2 separate regions of the Sus scrofa genome follow, and region 2 is linked to region 1. The links are chromatin contacts, called in public Hi-C maps. All regions are on one chromosome and are shown on one strand. The core of a region is the stretch at or near the end of the contact, and the rest is flanking DNA. Distances in the headings are between cores, read along the strand shown.

The links. A called contact is a pair of places that touch in the nucleus more often than the background predicts.
Region 2: a Hi-C map of fibroblasts shows a contact between it and region 1, with 2.5 times the contacts expected there. The contact joins two enhancer-like sites. A contact is called at or near these places in 2 of 47 Hi-C or Micro-C datasets (adipocytes and fibroblasts).

What each region holds. Positions count from the first base shown.
Region 1 is chr4:12,882,917-12,890,251 of Sscrofa11.1, reverse strand. No RefSeq gene overlaps it. Among named protein-coding and RNA genes, the nearest start is that of MYC, 430 kb to the right of the region's middle. Within about 2 kb of position 2,466, at least 22 of the 83 cell types and tissues checked have an H3K27ac peak or open chromatin away from gene starts, as enhancers often do.
Region 2 is chr4:13,219,374-13,226,708 of Sscrofa11.1, reverse strand. No RefSeq gene overlaps it. Among named protein-coding and RNA genes, the nearest start is that of FAM84B, 220 kb to the left of the region's middle. Within about 2 kb of position 2,523, at least 16 of the 83 cell types and tissues checked have an H3K27ac peak or open chromatin away from gene starts, as enhancers often do.

The sequences.
Region 1 (7,335 bases), core at 1,217-3,716:
GACAAAGTCCAGATTCCAACTGAGGATGATATATATACTTCCAAAGCTAACACACATGTAACCAACACACTGTAGAGTCTATTATGTGTGTAGGAAAAAGGAGGGCTTGAATTGAGGGAAATCTAATCCCTGATCCATTTGGCAAATTATTTTCTGCAGTCGGTGGCATTGGTGGTTAGTGGATAAGAATAAGGACCTTGTGGGGGTGGGTAAGAAACTCACGGCAGCGAAGAATACACAGAAGGCCCCAGGCCATGGATCATGAATGAATGAATGCATCAGCTTCCCTGTAGCCACACTGGAGATGAAGGAGGAAGGCATGCCTCAGTATTTCTCTCCTTTTTTAAATGCACAGTCTGCATATTTTATAGATACACGCAGGTCACTAAAGCACGTAAAAATAAAAGCTTACAGTCCAAAGACCGAAGTGCACAGAAGTTGACGGAATGTCGTACTCGCTGAAATCGTACTATGTACACAGGGTTGCACACTCTCCTCATTTAAACCTCATAACTTCTCTGCAAAGAATCTCATTCACTTGTGGAGTTAGAAACTGATCTTGGAGAAATTAAACAAACCACCAAGCCCCTTAGGAGAAGAATCTTGTGATTAAACCCATAAATCTCTAAGACCAAAGGCCAAGCGTTGGTCAGTGGATTAAAATAATAAATTATGGAGTTCCCGTTGTGGCTCAGTGGGTTAAGAACCTGGCATAGTGTCCGTGAGGATGCAGGTTCAATCCTTGGCCTTGTTCATTGGGTTAAGGATTGGCATTGCTGTGATGCAGGTTGCAGATGTGGCTCAGATCCCACATTGCTATGGCTGTGGTGAAGGCAGGCAGCTGCAGCTCCAGTTTCACCCCTAGCCCAAGATCTTCCAGTTGCTGCAGGTACAGCCCTAAAAAGAAACATACACACACACACACAAAAATTTCCCTCCATGCTTCCTATCTTTCCAATTTTGAAACATGAATTTAGTGCCAATTCAAAACAATTAAATTGTCAACATTAATTTTAAAGTGGATTAAATTTATTTTAATATTAAATGATGTGAATATTAAATAAGAAAAATAAATCTGGTTATTTCTGTTTCAAATCCATATAATGGTCAAATTTAAGAAAAATATGTTGACAAAGAAAGAAAAATGGCCTCAAAGAGAAACATTCATTGAATTTTCTTTCCTCTCTCCCTCTCATTTAAATTAAACTCAGTAAATACTGAGTAACTCCTATATGTCAATCTGGGAATAATACAGCTTTTAAAAATGTTGCTAAGGGAGTTCCCTTGTGGTACAGTAGGTTAAGGATCTGGTATTGTCACTACAGTGGCTCAGGTCACTGCTGCGATGTGGGTTTGATCCCTGGCCTAGGAACTTCCACATGCTGTGGGAGTGGCCAAGAAGAAAAAAAATATTGCTAAGATTATGGGTGAAAAAAAGATTGTAGGTGAAAAAAAAATAATTTAGTTTATCTTGTTTTGTTTATAGATTTATAAGCTACTTTAAAATTTTTTCTGAAATAAGGTTAGAAGAATAAAAACTAAATAACACAGGTGTAAAAATAAAGTATTAAAATAGCAACCCTCTATAAAATTAGAAAACATTCATAAGATAACTTTTTTAACCTACCATTGTCACCTAATACAGGTAGAAATCAAATTTCCCTTTATTTAGAGAAGATTCTGCTATAAATATTAACAAAACAATATGTGTGCATTTTCTACTTTTATTTTGGTTAATAGTAATAGCCACGACATTGAATGATTACTGTGTACCCGACACTAAAATAAATATTTTTCATATGTTGTTATTTCATCCTTAGAAACTCCTGAGAAGTAGACCTAAGTGGTCCCATTTTAGAGATGAGAACACTGAGCTCAGAGGGGATAATCCTATAACTAGAAAGAGGTCGAGCTGGGATTTGAACCCACCTGACAAAAGACTGTGCTTTAAATTATTGCATTTTCCTGATTTCCAAGGATGATTAAATCCTTCCCCAGAACGCAAGTGCTCTGTGACTTCTAACCAGCATCTCCGCTGGGTACCAGGTTTGTTCTAAAATGAGAAAGGGCCCTCAGCATCACACATGGAAATCCACATTCCTTACATGGATTCATTCAAAAGCACCCAGATTTCACAAGAGGAAGTGATGAGGCATTTTTCTGAGGTGTTGAAATCCTTCCCTCTATGAGTCACCAATAGAAAGAAAAAAAACAAAGCTCTGAAAATTCCTCAAAGGTAAAGGTAGCCTTTCTTCTCCCAAAGTTCTAATATGGTCCCAAGAGGAAATAAAAGCTTGCATAATTTAGGCCCCAGTGATTCTTCTTTCATTCTTATTAACTGCAAATCTTTGCCACATTTTTCTTTACTAATTGGTTAAATGCTTAAGCTCCTGAGTCACTGGGCCGTCTACTGGTTAGAGCTTGTTCTTGCTCTTCCACCCTGAAATGGAACTTAGAAGGAATTAGGCACCAAGATCCCACAGTCACATTGTGAAAGCAAGCCAGCGATGAAATCAACCCCCGCCGAGAGGGATGGACAGGCGTGAGCATTGAAACCAATGAATGCTGAGTCAAGGCTTTCAGATATGTTGCCAGTGGGAAGAAGATAGAAAAATTCTGTTTCTTCAGTTATGCATATATGCACTCTTCCCTCCAGAGCTCTGGGTTTCATACCGGCCCTCGTGTCCTTGTTACATTCAGGAGCGCAGCTCTGTGGAACCTGTTAGTGGAAAATAGATTTGAACTTCTCTCCAGTGGTGGTGGAGCCAGACACAAGATCAGCTTTCCTGCTCTGAGTGGCTTAAGGAGGCTCTGAGAAGCCAGAAGATTGTCAAGGCCACAGACGCTGAGAAAACCAACTGCACACTCCTTGAGGCACGAAAGGACTTTAGCCATAAGCGTGTACAAGAGGTGGGAAAGTGGCCTCTTCTAGAAAAGTCTCAGCTTCAGCTACTTCATTTCACACTACGCAGTGCCAGGCAAAGCTCCGTGTAGGTTCTCCATTAATCACTGTCATGTAAATCACAGGAAAAAAGCTATGAGGAGCATCCACTAGCTGTATCTATTGATACAAACTCCTTATACAGCCTTCCACTGATCAGTCCCGGCATACTTTTCCAAAGCTTGTCTCCCCTTTACTCATCAGCAGTGTAGCTGCCAGAATGTTCACAGTTCCCCAGAAGCTGTATTCCGTCATGCTTCTCTCATTTACATTCTCCATCCTTCCCTAGACACCACTGTCTTCCTAAATATCACACCTGACTATGTCGCATGCATGCACACACCCCACATTAATCGGAATCTCCACCTGTGGGTGTAGAATGGAATCCAAGCCCATTAACCTGGCATAAAAGACCCTTCTCAATCCAGTTTCAACCTGCTCCCCCAGAATCATCTCCACTCTCCTCTTCATCTTCTCCCTTCCCTGATGTCACCACAAAATCATCTTATATTTGTCACCATTCCCAGGGGATACCAAACTGAACGCTGTACCTTTGTGAACTAAGGCTTCTCCACCTGATGTTGTCATCTCCTCTGTCTCTGCCGAGAAGATTCCTTCCCACCTTCCATCAGGTAGTCCTCATAGCTCTTCTGAGAAGCCCTTTCCAACGCCCCAAGATGGAGTCTTCCAAGAAAAAGCAGCTTTCTTAATTCACACATCTCACTACTACACTGAAATAGCTTAACTGCCCATCTCCTTATGAATCTGTGTATTTCTAGAAGACAGGGATCATTTTCTATTTCTGATTCTCCAGCACCTAACCCAATGCATCTCATATTGAGTTGCTTAGTACATATTTGTAGAATAAATAGTAAGTGCACTGGGTGACCTGGCATTTGGTGATGATATTGGCGGTCCTGCAAAGGCTGCTTGTGATCAAACAGGCTCCCCTGCATTTCTGAAAGCCCTACCATCAGCTTTGAGACCACCCCCCTCTCCTCTGAATATCTTGGTCTTCCAAAGACAGCAAGGCCTGAGGGAGCAGAAAGCAGGAGGTGTGAGCTTCAGGATTCACCAGGATCTCACGCTTGCTTAGAACAGTAGAGGACGCCAATGGGAGGCTAATAGGTATTGAAATCATCACCTACTTTTGTGAACACGGTAGATCTGAATAAAATGCTCTGTGAATTGTAACTCATTAAAGCTTGAGTCCTAACTCCATAAAGCACACTTATAGAATGCCAAGGCCAGAAAGACCTCCATAGCAACCACTCTATTGCAGAGGCAAGAACACTGAGACCCAGAGATCGAAAGAAACAGGAACAAGAATAGAAACAATAAATTCACAGCCACAGACTGGTAGAAAACAGTTCCTAGTAGAAGGAAGGGGTGTCTATTTAAAGTGCCAGCTTCTCTCTGCTTATCTGAGAAGCACTCAGGCCACTCAGCTCTGCACTCGATCCCAGATCCCCTTGCAGGGCACAGCAGATCTGGGAAGCTGCCATGGACCTTGGCAGCTCTCACGGTGCTTGCAGAACATTGACATTTGTCTTGGGGGTGACTAAGAGAGAAGATTTGCCTTGGTTAGAAATTAGTCAGATGGCATTTCCTTCGGCTTTGCTTTCATTTCACAGTGAAAGGTTGAAGTGCATGAAGCTTTTGGTTTTCCTGTCAGATTATTTCATTAATGATCTCTAGTTATTGCATAGTTTCTAGATGCCTAGGGCATGAGAACTTGATAATGAAGGATGCCCCCAAACTCCAGGAGAGGTTGGCAGATGCTAACGAGGGGGCCTCAGGAGAACTCATGCCAAGCCCTATACCTTGATTTTCTCACTTGTAAAATGAAGGGTTTTGACCAGGTAGCTCTGAGTCTCCTTCTTGCTCTGAGAGTCCTTGTGCCTCCAAGGCCACTGATGAACTGTCATTCACTTAGCACATTTTGCTCTTGCTTCTTGTGTGCTGGGCTCTATGGTTGGCCCTAAGAAGGGAATGACGCCAAAATGAACTTGATTCCTGCCATCATGGAGCTCCAGGTCTGGTAGAGAAGAGCCCAACAATAAACCACTGGAAAACACACATAACAATTGTCACCCATCCTCAAAGCAGTAAGAAGGATCTGAGTATTTGGTTCCATAGTATAAGGAAGTACATGGCGGGGGAGGGTGCTCATTTTATTTTATTTTATTTTTTGTCTTTTTGCTATTTCTTTTTTTTTTTTTTTTGTCTTTTTGCTATTTCTTGGGCCGCTCCCGCGGCATATGGAGGTTCCCAGGCTAGGGGTCGAATCAGAGCTGTAGCCACTGGCCTACACCAGAGCCACAGCAACGCGGGATCCAAGCCGCGTCTGCAACCTACACCACAGCTCACGGCAACGCCGGATCGTTAACCCACTGAGCAAGGGCAGGGACCGAACCCGCAACCTCGTGGTTCCTAGTCGGATTCGTTAACCACTGCGCCACGACGGGAACTCCCGGGTGCTCATTTTAGATGGAAGGTCTTCTCTGGGAGGGGGCTTCTAAGCTGAGACTTAAAGGCTTTACAAAGCTAGCAACTAGAAACATTAAGGCTTGAGCTTTCCAGGCAGAGAGAACAGAATGAGTAAGAGGCTGAAGGGGAAAAAAGGGTAATTTGGTCTGTTGGAGAAACTGAAAGAAGATGAGTGTGATCATAGGGCAGTGAGCCAGGCAACAGAAGGGGACTGTTCCAAATGGGTGAGAAGGGGCGGGAAGCATGAAAAGGTCAAAATGTAGGTTTCAGTATCACTGCAAGGGAGTTCATTAAGTGAGAAGGTAACACTTTGGTTTACATTTTAACTCTGATGACTCTTTGGGGAATAACCTGAAGTGGGGCCAGCACAGGAGGTGAGAGCTAATTCTGGGGGTTGTTGAAGTACACCTGGTAAGAAATGACTGTGGTCAAGCTGACGTGGTACATGAGTTCGAGTGCTGTTTTGGAGAAGGCACTGGCAGGACCTCTAGATGGACTGGCATTTGGTAATCCTTTGGGCGGGGGTGGGGGGTCATGGAGTTAGGAGCTAAGTACAAGGAATGTACAGAAGTGAAGAGGGTGTGGTGCCATGTCAGACCCTTAGGAGCTCATCCTTCACATAATTGCCGCAGAATGCAGGTGAGCAAGAGTGACAATAGTTTCAACAGCGGTCTCCGGTACGACAGAGTTGCAATGGCTACGTCCTTTTGCTTTCACAACACAGAGACCAGCGGCATCCATAAGAGCGGAGCAAGAAAAGGTCTCCCAAAGGAGGACTGTGAGCTGGGCCATGAACGAAGGTTCTGGTTTAACAGACAGAGAAGGGAGGAAAAAAAAACACTAGAAAGAGTGAGAGCAGAGCCAGCGTGGTATGAAAACACATGCTGTGATTTAGGAAAAGCGTGTTAGAAAGATGAAGTTGGAAATGCTGGCCTGGGGTTGGACTTTGGAAGGTTGGAAACCCAACTAGGAGGGGTCTGCATTCATCAAGAATTTTAGAATGATGTTATTAGTTCCAAGACTGGAAGGATAATTCTGGGGATGAGAACGACGATGGTGTAGGATTAGCCACATTAGCTGATGATGGTGTAGTGGTTTGACATTGGAATAGGTTTCCAAGGTACTCGAAGATTCTGTTATTGAGGTGGGAGCAGGGAGCCAGCACATCGCACTTTGTGCCAGACCTGTGCCCTGAACCAACTCAACAGTGAAACCAAATGGTAATATTAATATCAAACCTCAATAGAGGATTGCCCTTGTGCCGGGCACTGTTCTAAATGCCTCATGTATTTTAACTCACTAAATGCCTTCAACTCTAATTGAGCAGGTAACAAAAGTAGGGATGTGAATCTCAGCCATTTGAGGCCCTTATCTCTGTGCTCCCCCACAATGTCTTGCTGCCTCTGGATGAATGTAACCTGAGAATATCACCTTCGTTATGCAAAACACCACTTTAGAAAATGGTCTTATACCTATAGGCAAGTAGACGTCCTCACCTAAACCCCAGAAACTTCTGCTTCTGGGAGTATAGGTACCTCTCTGACACACTGGGGATAGGTGTACCTTCCAGGCATAGGGAATACTTGAATATCCCAGGTTTCAGCAATAACTGCTTCATAAAATTCCCTGCATGGCCCAGAACAGTGACAAATGTGCAGGCTCTGAGAGTAGCCCAATTCTGGCCAGTGGTTACATGTGCCTTGGTTTGCCTCCCAAACTCCCAAATTGTATAAGCACTCTTTCTCTGGGGAGTGGAAGGTCCCTGCTGAGACAGATAGGATAGATATGCTAGCATGAGGGAAGGGAACATCCCCTAGGGAAGGGAACACCAATGGCAAAAAAACGCATCATCCGATAGCTAGCAAGGCTGGTACTACTCTACTGAAAAGTGATAGACAGTTTGC
Region 2 (7,335 bases), core at 1,274-3,773, 340 kb before region 1:
TTGGTTTTTGAATATTGAACTAGGTCTTACATGCCTGGAATACATCCCAGTTGATCACGACATGTAATTCTTTTTAGATATTGCTGGATTCAATTTACTAGTACTTATTGAAAAATTTTGCAACTAAATGTATGAGAGATGCTGGTATGTAGTTATCTTTTTCTTACACAATCCCTTTTGTGGTTTAGTGTCATGGTAATGATACATAAAATAAGTTGGGAAGGGTTACTTTCTCTTCTGTTTATTGGAAGGGATTGTGTAAATGTGGTGTTAATTCTTCTATAAATGTTTGGTAAATTTCTTCACCGAAACCATCTGGGGCTGAAGATTTCTTTTTGGGGAGCTTTATATTACAGATTAAACTTTTTTAATGGTTATAGGCCTCTTCAGGAATCTATTAAATCTTGTTTGAATGATGGTACCTTGTGAATTTTGAGGAATTGGTCCATTTCTTTAATGTTGTCAAGTTTATGAGCATAAAGTTATTTGTATTGCTCTCATATGATTCTTTTAATGGCCATAGGATCTATAGTAATATCCTCTGTTCTATGCCTGATCTTGGTGATTTATGTATTTTCATCTTAGTCTTTGTCAGTCCTGCTAGAGGTTTATTAACTTTATTGAAGAAGCCCGCTTTTTGTTTCACTGATTTTTCTTTATTGTCTTCCCATTTTTGGTTATATTTATTTCTGCTCTTATCTCTGATATTTTATTTTTTCTTCTTGATTTGTGTTTATATTGCACTTATTTTTCTAGGGTTTTTTTGATGTAATTATTTATTTGAGACCTATTATCTTTTCTGATGTCTTAGGTGCTATAAATTACTTTCTCATCATGGCTTAAGATGCACCCCACGTATTTTGATATGTTGTATTTTCATTTAGTCCTGTGTGCTTTTTTTTTTTTTTTTAATCCTTTGAGGCTTCCTCTGTAAACCATGGGCTATTTAGAAATACGTGTTTTAATTTCAAGGTATCTTGAGATTTTCCTGCTGTTTGTTCTGTTATTGAATTTAGTTCACCTCCATTATGGTTAAATAATATACTTTTATAATTTCAGTTCTTTAAAATTTGTTGAGGCTTGTTTTATGGCCCAGAATATGTCTATCTTAGTAAATGTCCTATGATTTCTTGAAAAAAAAATGTGTATTCTACTATTGTTGGGTAGATTGTTCTGTATATGTCAATTAGATTTTACTGTTTGGTTGTATTGCTCCATTCTATAACTTTGCTGATTTTCTGTCTGGTAGTTCTGTTACTTTCTATGAGTAAAGTGTTAAGAGTCCTCAACTACAGTTCTTCTTTCAGCTTTATGAGTTTTTGTTTTATATGTTTTGAGGGTTTGTTCTTTAGTGCATATATATTTAGGATTACTATTTTCCTGTAGATTGTTTTATCATCATGTGATGCCCCAACCATATATATTACTTTATTATATATACATGTATATCACACATATGTATATGCTCTATTATTCATGTGTATGAGTACAATTGAAAGATAATGGATTATATAGTAATGTTAGTATACAATCCATTGTCTTTTGGTATTACTCTGTTTTCTTTCTTTTTCTTTTTTTTTGTTATCTTTTTGTGATTTCTTGGGCTGCCCCCGTGGCATTTGGAGGTTCCCAGGCTAGGCGTCTAATCGGAGCTGTAGCTGCCGGCCTACACCAGAGCCACAGCTACGCAGGATCTGAGCCACGTCTGTGACCTACACCACAGCTCACGACAATGCTGGATCCTTAACCCACTGAGCAAGGCCAGGGATCGAACCTGCAACCTCATGCTTCCTAGTTGGCTTCGTTTCCTCTTTGCCACAACAGGAGCTCCCTGATCTCTTCTTTCTTATTGTTGCCCTCCGTCCTTTCTGGCTTCTTTATTCCTCATCCCTCCTCTCCTCAGTCTCAGTGTTCACAGTAGGCATAAACTTCACTGTAGCACATACGCCACTGTGTCGTAATCCCCTGTTTATGTGGCTCTCTCCACCTTGTTCCTGATGAGTTCCTCAAGGTCGGTGACTGCACCTTATTTATCTTTGTGAATGTGGTGTTGAAAAGCTCTGAGAGCTGATCAGTACGTTCTGATAGCATTTCGGTCTCATTACATGTAACCATAGAGGTGGTCATTGCTCCCGGTCAGCTATTCCTTTTGAGTACGAAATGTCCTAGTTTCAGAGGCAATTAAGCTTTCCTTTTGAATGATGCACTCTTTTAATTGGCTGATGGACAAAAATATGATCAGGGAATCCTAGTCAAGCATGTAGACCTCTGGATTCAGCAGGAAATGTGAGCATCGGGGCCCTCCACAGTCTCTGAACCTCTTTTTGATTTGCTTTTCGGAAGAGGCTCTATGGGGTGAAATCATGGCTGTGGTGCAAGCAGTCAGGATGAGAACTGCTGGCTCATTGGAATGGCTCCCCCCACCCACCCCGAATCCACAAGTGGCAAGACCAACAGCTGTGCTACACCGCTGCCTGCATCTTTCAAGACTTTACTGACTGCTTCCAGGGTTCCCTGGCCTATGAATCATCCCTCTCCTGTTACTCATCGCTTACGAGCCTCACAAGCGATACTGACATTGTTTGAATCCAGGCATCCTGAATCAGAAAGTGTCCCCAAACCCCAGACTCCCTACGCTGCTCCGTGGGGGCTAGAAATCTTCTCCTATCTTACTCCACAAAGGAAGTGATATTCTCCCAGGAGCACCAGTCCCGGCCACCCTGGCCGCTGATAACAAGCCTCCTGTCATCCACGGGCTAAGGCCCCTCCCACCTCCTTTCTTACTTTTTAGTAACAGCAGCAGCTGCCTCAAGTCATACAGTTTCTTCTTGTTACTCTTGATCTTTCTTTCTTCAAAAAAAAGGTTAACAGAGTCTTTACCTTCCTCAGACTGCTTTCCCAATGTGAGGCCAAGAGATTAAATTGTCCCCCCTGGGGGGGGGGGTGAGACTCGGACCCACCAGCTGTGGCTGCTGGCTTCCCCTGATTGTCAGTGACTTCATTGAAAACCTATGTGTGATCTTTCAACATGTCCACAAGTGGACGGAGGAAAAAAAACTCGCTGCTGGAAAAAAATTTCCTGATGTGTCACTAAGTGCATACACATGATGAAACGGGAGCTCAGGACAGTCATTTCAAATGACTCCCTGGCCTCTCTGTCTTCCTGTCTTCGGAGTTTAGCAGCCAGATTCCAGAGCTTTGCCACACAGAGAGTCGAGTCTTTGAGCTGGGCAAGCAGGGGGTTCTGGAGGGAAGCAGGAAGTGTGAGCAAGGCCTGGTCACCCACTCAAGGCCCATGTCAGTGCCTTGGGCAGTTCAGTCACAGAGTTCCTAGGAGTCAGAGAGCACTCTCAGCCTGTTCAGGCATCCTTTTAGCAAATAAACACTGGGATAGGTCCTACAGATGGAGTGGCTTCTCTCAGGGCACTTACAGTCTAGTGGGGGAGTGGGATATTGCCCAAGTAAATATGACTGAAATGTAGGAGGCTTGGCCGCAGTGGGAAATAAAAGGGGATGACTTACTTTGTCTGGGGTGGAGGAGAGCCACAAGCCTCTGAGCAGAAGCTGGCCCTGCAGTTAAATTTAGCACGTTCCCTCATTCACTCAGCATTATTGAGTTTTTACAAAGCCAGTCACTATGTTATGTGTTATGAATACAAATATAAATGAGACATGGCACCTACCCTCCCAGCCTTTCCATGGTGGAGAGATACGTAAATATTCAATTTATATATATATATATATATATATATATATATATAGTCTTTTTAGCACCGCACCCAGGGCATATGGAGGTTCCTAGCCTAGGGATCAGATCAGAGCTGCAGCTACCAGCTTATGCCACAGCCACAGCAATGTGGGATCCAAGCTGTGTCTGCGACCTACACCACAGCTCATGGCAACACTGGATCCTTAACCCACTGAGTGAGGCCAGTGATCAAACCTGCATCCTCATGGATGCTACAATTAAAATATATTTTATAGTCCTGTGGCAGAGATAAGCCAGGGGCTATGAGCACACAGAAGAAGAGGCAATTCCTTCAATCTTCTCAGACCTCCCAAGGTTATATTAACTGTTCTTCTGTGTGTTCAGGCCCTGCTTTATCTCTACCGCAGCACTGCGACGACAGTAATACCAGCTAACAATTATTGAAGCTTTGCCTGTGTCAGGCAGCGTCCCATTTGCTTTCTGTGTATTATCTCATTTAATCATGGCAACACCTTTGGGATGTAGCTACTGTTGTTAACCACATTGAATAGGTGATGAACATGTGACTTTGAGAGGTTAAATAGTCTGCCAAGGTCATGCTAGAGGTAAAGGGTGGATAGATCCAGGATTCCAATCCAGGCTCTAACTGTTCTGTTCAGTTGTCTTCCTGGAGTTAGCCAGGGAAAGAAGAGAGACAAAGTGTTCTAGCTCCTGGGATTAGCCCAAGAGCAAAAGTTCAGAGCGGGGAGAGGGCATGGCCGTTCCAGGAGTGTTAAGAGTTTGGTGGTTCTGAAACCGACGGTGCTGAAGAATGTGGGTGGGGATGAGGCTGAGAAGTGCGTGTACGATAGATTTTGATTAATTTCTTTTTCCTGGGATTTTATTCATTATCAGGGCTGGTTTTCTAAAGGAAAAAAAAAAAACTGTCAGGAGAGAAGAAAATGAAGAAAAGAAATTCTCTGCATTAAAACACACACACACATGAGAGAGAGAGAGAAATAAAATTGTGTGGGGCAGGAAAAAAGGGACTAATACAGTTTAACTGGAGTATAAATAATTGAGGGACAAACCCATATAATGGGAGCTGCTTAATAAGTATTATTATTATCAGTCTGTGACTCTAAGGAGAATCTATTTGGTTACCTTGGTCACTATGGGTTGTGACCACTGGGGGCCAGATTCTGGAAATGGACCACTTACAGGGTCTGTGAGCAGAGCACCGTGGAAGCCGGGCCTCCCTTGTGAGACATGTGTTTGAGGAGGCCATCTGCATGGAGATGTCCAGCAGCCACTGGAAATCTGAGGTCTGGAACTCGGAGGAAAGGTTGGGGTGCAGAGAGGGAAATACACGTGGTTCATTCATGCAGTGACGACTGAGGAGAAGGCGCACACACAGAAGGAGAAGGGAGCACAGACCTTGGGGGATGCTTTCACACGTGGTCAGGGACCTGGATCCAGGCAAGAAACCACCAGGAATGCTTCAGAAAGCGCTCAGAGGAGTTCCTGTCACGGCACAGTGGAAACAAATCCGACTAGGAACCATGAGGTTGTGAGTTCGATCCCTGGCCTCGCTCTGTGAGTTAAGAACCTGGCGTTGCCCTGAGCTGTGGTGTAGGCCTCAGACATGGCTCGGATCTGGCATTGCTGTGGCTGTGGTGTAGGCTGGCAGCTGTAGCTTGGATTAGACCCCTGCCTGGGAGCCTCCATATGCCGGCAGGTGCGGCCACCCCAAAATAAAGAAAGCGCTTAGAATAAAGTGACACAAGGGGGAGTGATACTCCAAGCAGAGGGGAGTTACCAGAGCCGAAGGCCTTGGAAAGGAGAGAGACGTACGTGACGACTGACGGAGAACCCTAGAACCTGTCACTAGGCTGTTAGTGACCCCGGAGAGAGCCATTCCTCTGAGGGGCTAAAATACCTGTGAGTCAAGGAGGGGATGGGAGAGGGTTTGAGAAAGTGTTAGATGTGCTTGGCATGTTTAAACAGGAGGGAGCAAGAAAGAGTGAGAGACAGCAGCAAGGAAAGCATTACATCATAATGCTTGGTTTTTGGAGGCAAACTCTCAAACTCATTGAGTACAGTAAAAGATTAGCCAAGGGGGAGAAACCAAGAAATGCAAAAATGGATGTATCAAAGGAAACGATTCGCCTGCAGAGGATGCAGGAGAAGGAACTAGACTGGCCAAGAAATAAGAAGCTTCTTTTTGACTCTTGCGTAGACATTAGAGGAGGGTGTGATTTGAGTTTGGGAGAAAAGTTCGGAGGAAGGGGAGAGAAATGTAATGAAGCTCTGCGTGTTCTTTCTGAAGGAGGAAGACCCTTTTAATGAATGAATGAAGGGAGGAATAAGTGAGTCTTCGACTTCCCTTCGTGGGAGTAGCCTCCTTGGAAACGGTTCATCTAGCTTGTGGAGGAGATTGAGTAAATATTTATTGACTGAGTGAGTTAGGACATGTATGAAGAAAAGAATTCATTCATGCTGCGAGGGCAGGGTTGGAATAACAGCTCCTCCGTGTGTGGAAAGTGGGAACCTCACTGTGGAAAGTGGGAACTAGGTGTGACTAACAGATGTGTCGCTCAGCCTTCTGAACCAGCCGAGGCTAAGTGTGAGTGCCTGGCGTTGCTGGTGGGCACTGTAAGCATTTTTCTCCTGTTGCTGCTCAAAGGTCTGGAACCAGAGGGTGGAAATTGGAAACACAGATGACATGGCAGGTCAAGAAGAGAGAAGAGAAGGCTTTCAGGATTGCAGTTGAAACGGGTCCCACGTGGCCTTCAGCTTGTAGAGCACTCAAGAAAAAGAGGCCTCGGGAAGTGGGAGGGATTTAGGAATAGAACTGAGAATAAGGCCAAAGCAAAATTTTAGTGGAAATGAAGAAGTGGAAGGTAGAAGAATAAAGGTTTGCTTACCTTTTTTAAAGGTGACGTGTTAATCGCTTGTATTCCAGGAATCGTTGTATTTCATACTCCTTTAAAGAGAGAAATGTCATTATCCCTCCTAATGTTGCCGAGAAGGAAGCTGAAGTGTAGAGAAGTTAAGTCATTTGTTCCATGTCACATGGCTTGTATAAATCAGAACAGGAACTAGCATCCCCAGCCATCCAGTTCCTGAATCTGAGTTCTTAAACCTGAACCTTGTAACTTCAGGTTTTATAAACACATGAGTTTCAGAATCTGAGATATTAGAATCAGATTAGCTTTTGGTCATAGTGGTATTTAAGGGACTAGCCATGTGTGGTAGGTGGTTGAAAGGCAATGAAGGTGAAAGTTAAAGGCCTTATTTCTAGATAATGGGTCAACGATAGGAACATTAAAATTTCCCTGGTCACTTCCCAGAAAAACCCAGGCCTGTGGAGTTCTGTTAGACACGCTCCTCTCCGCTTATAATCATGTGTACACACAGATTGCTTTGTATTTCCAGCAGCTGAATTAGAATCCATGTTTGAGAAATTTGCACAAGATGCCGCAAAGTTCATTTTCCTTCCTTTCTGGATCCTCAGTGTGTTCCCCGCAGGGGATCAGTTGCATTTCAATAGGAAGAAAAGAGGCATTTATCTTCATGGTTGAACGTGTTTTTGAAAAAGTAAGGACTGATGTCATTCTAATCCTCTGATTTTTAAGTCAACTGCT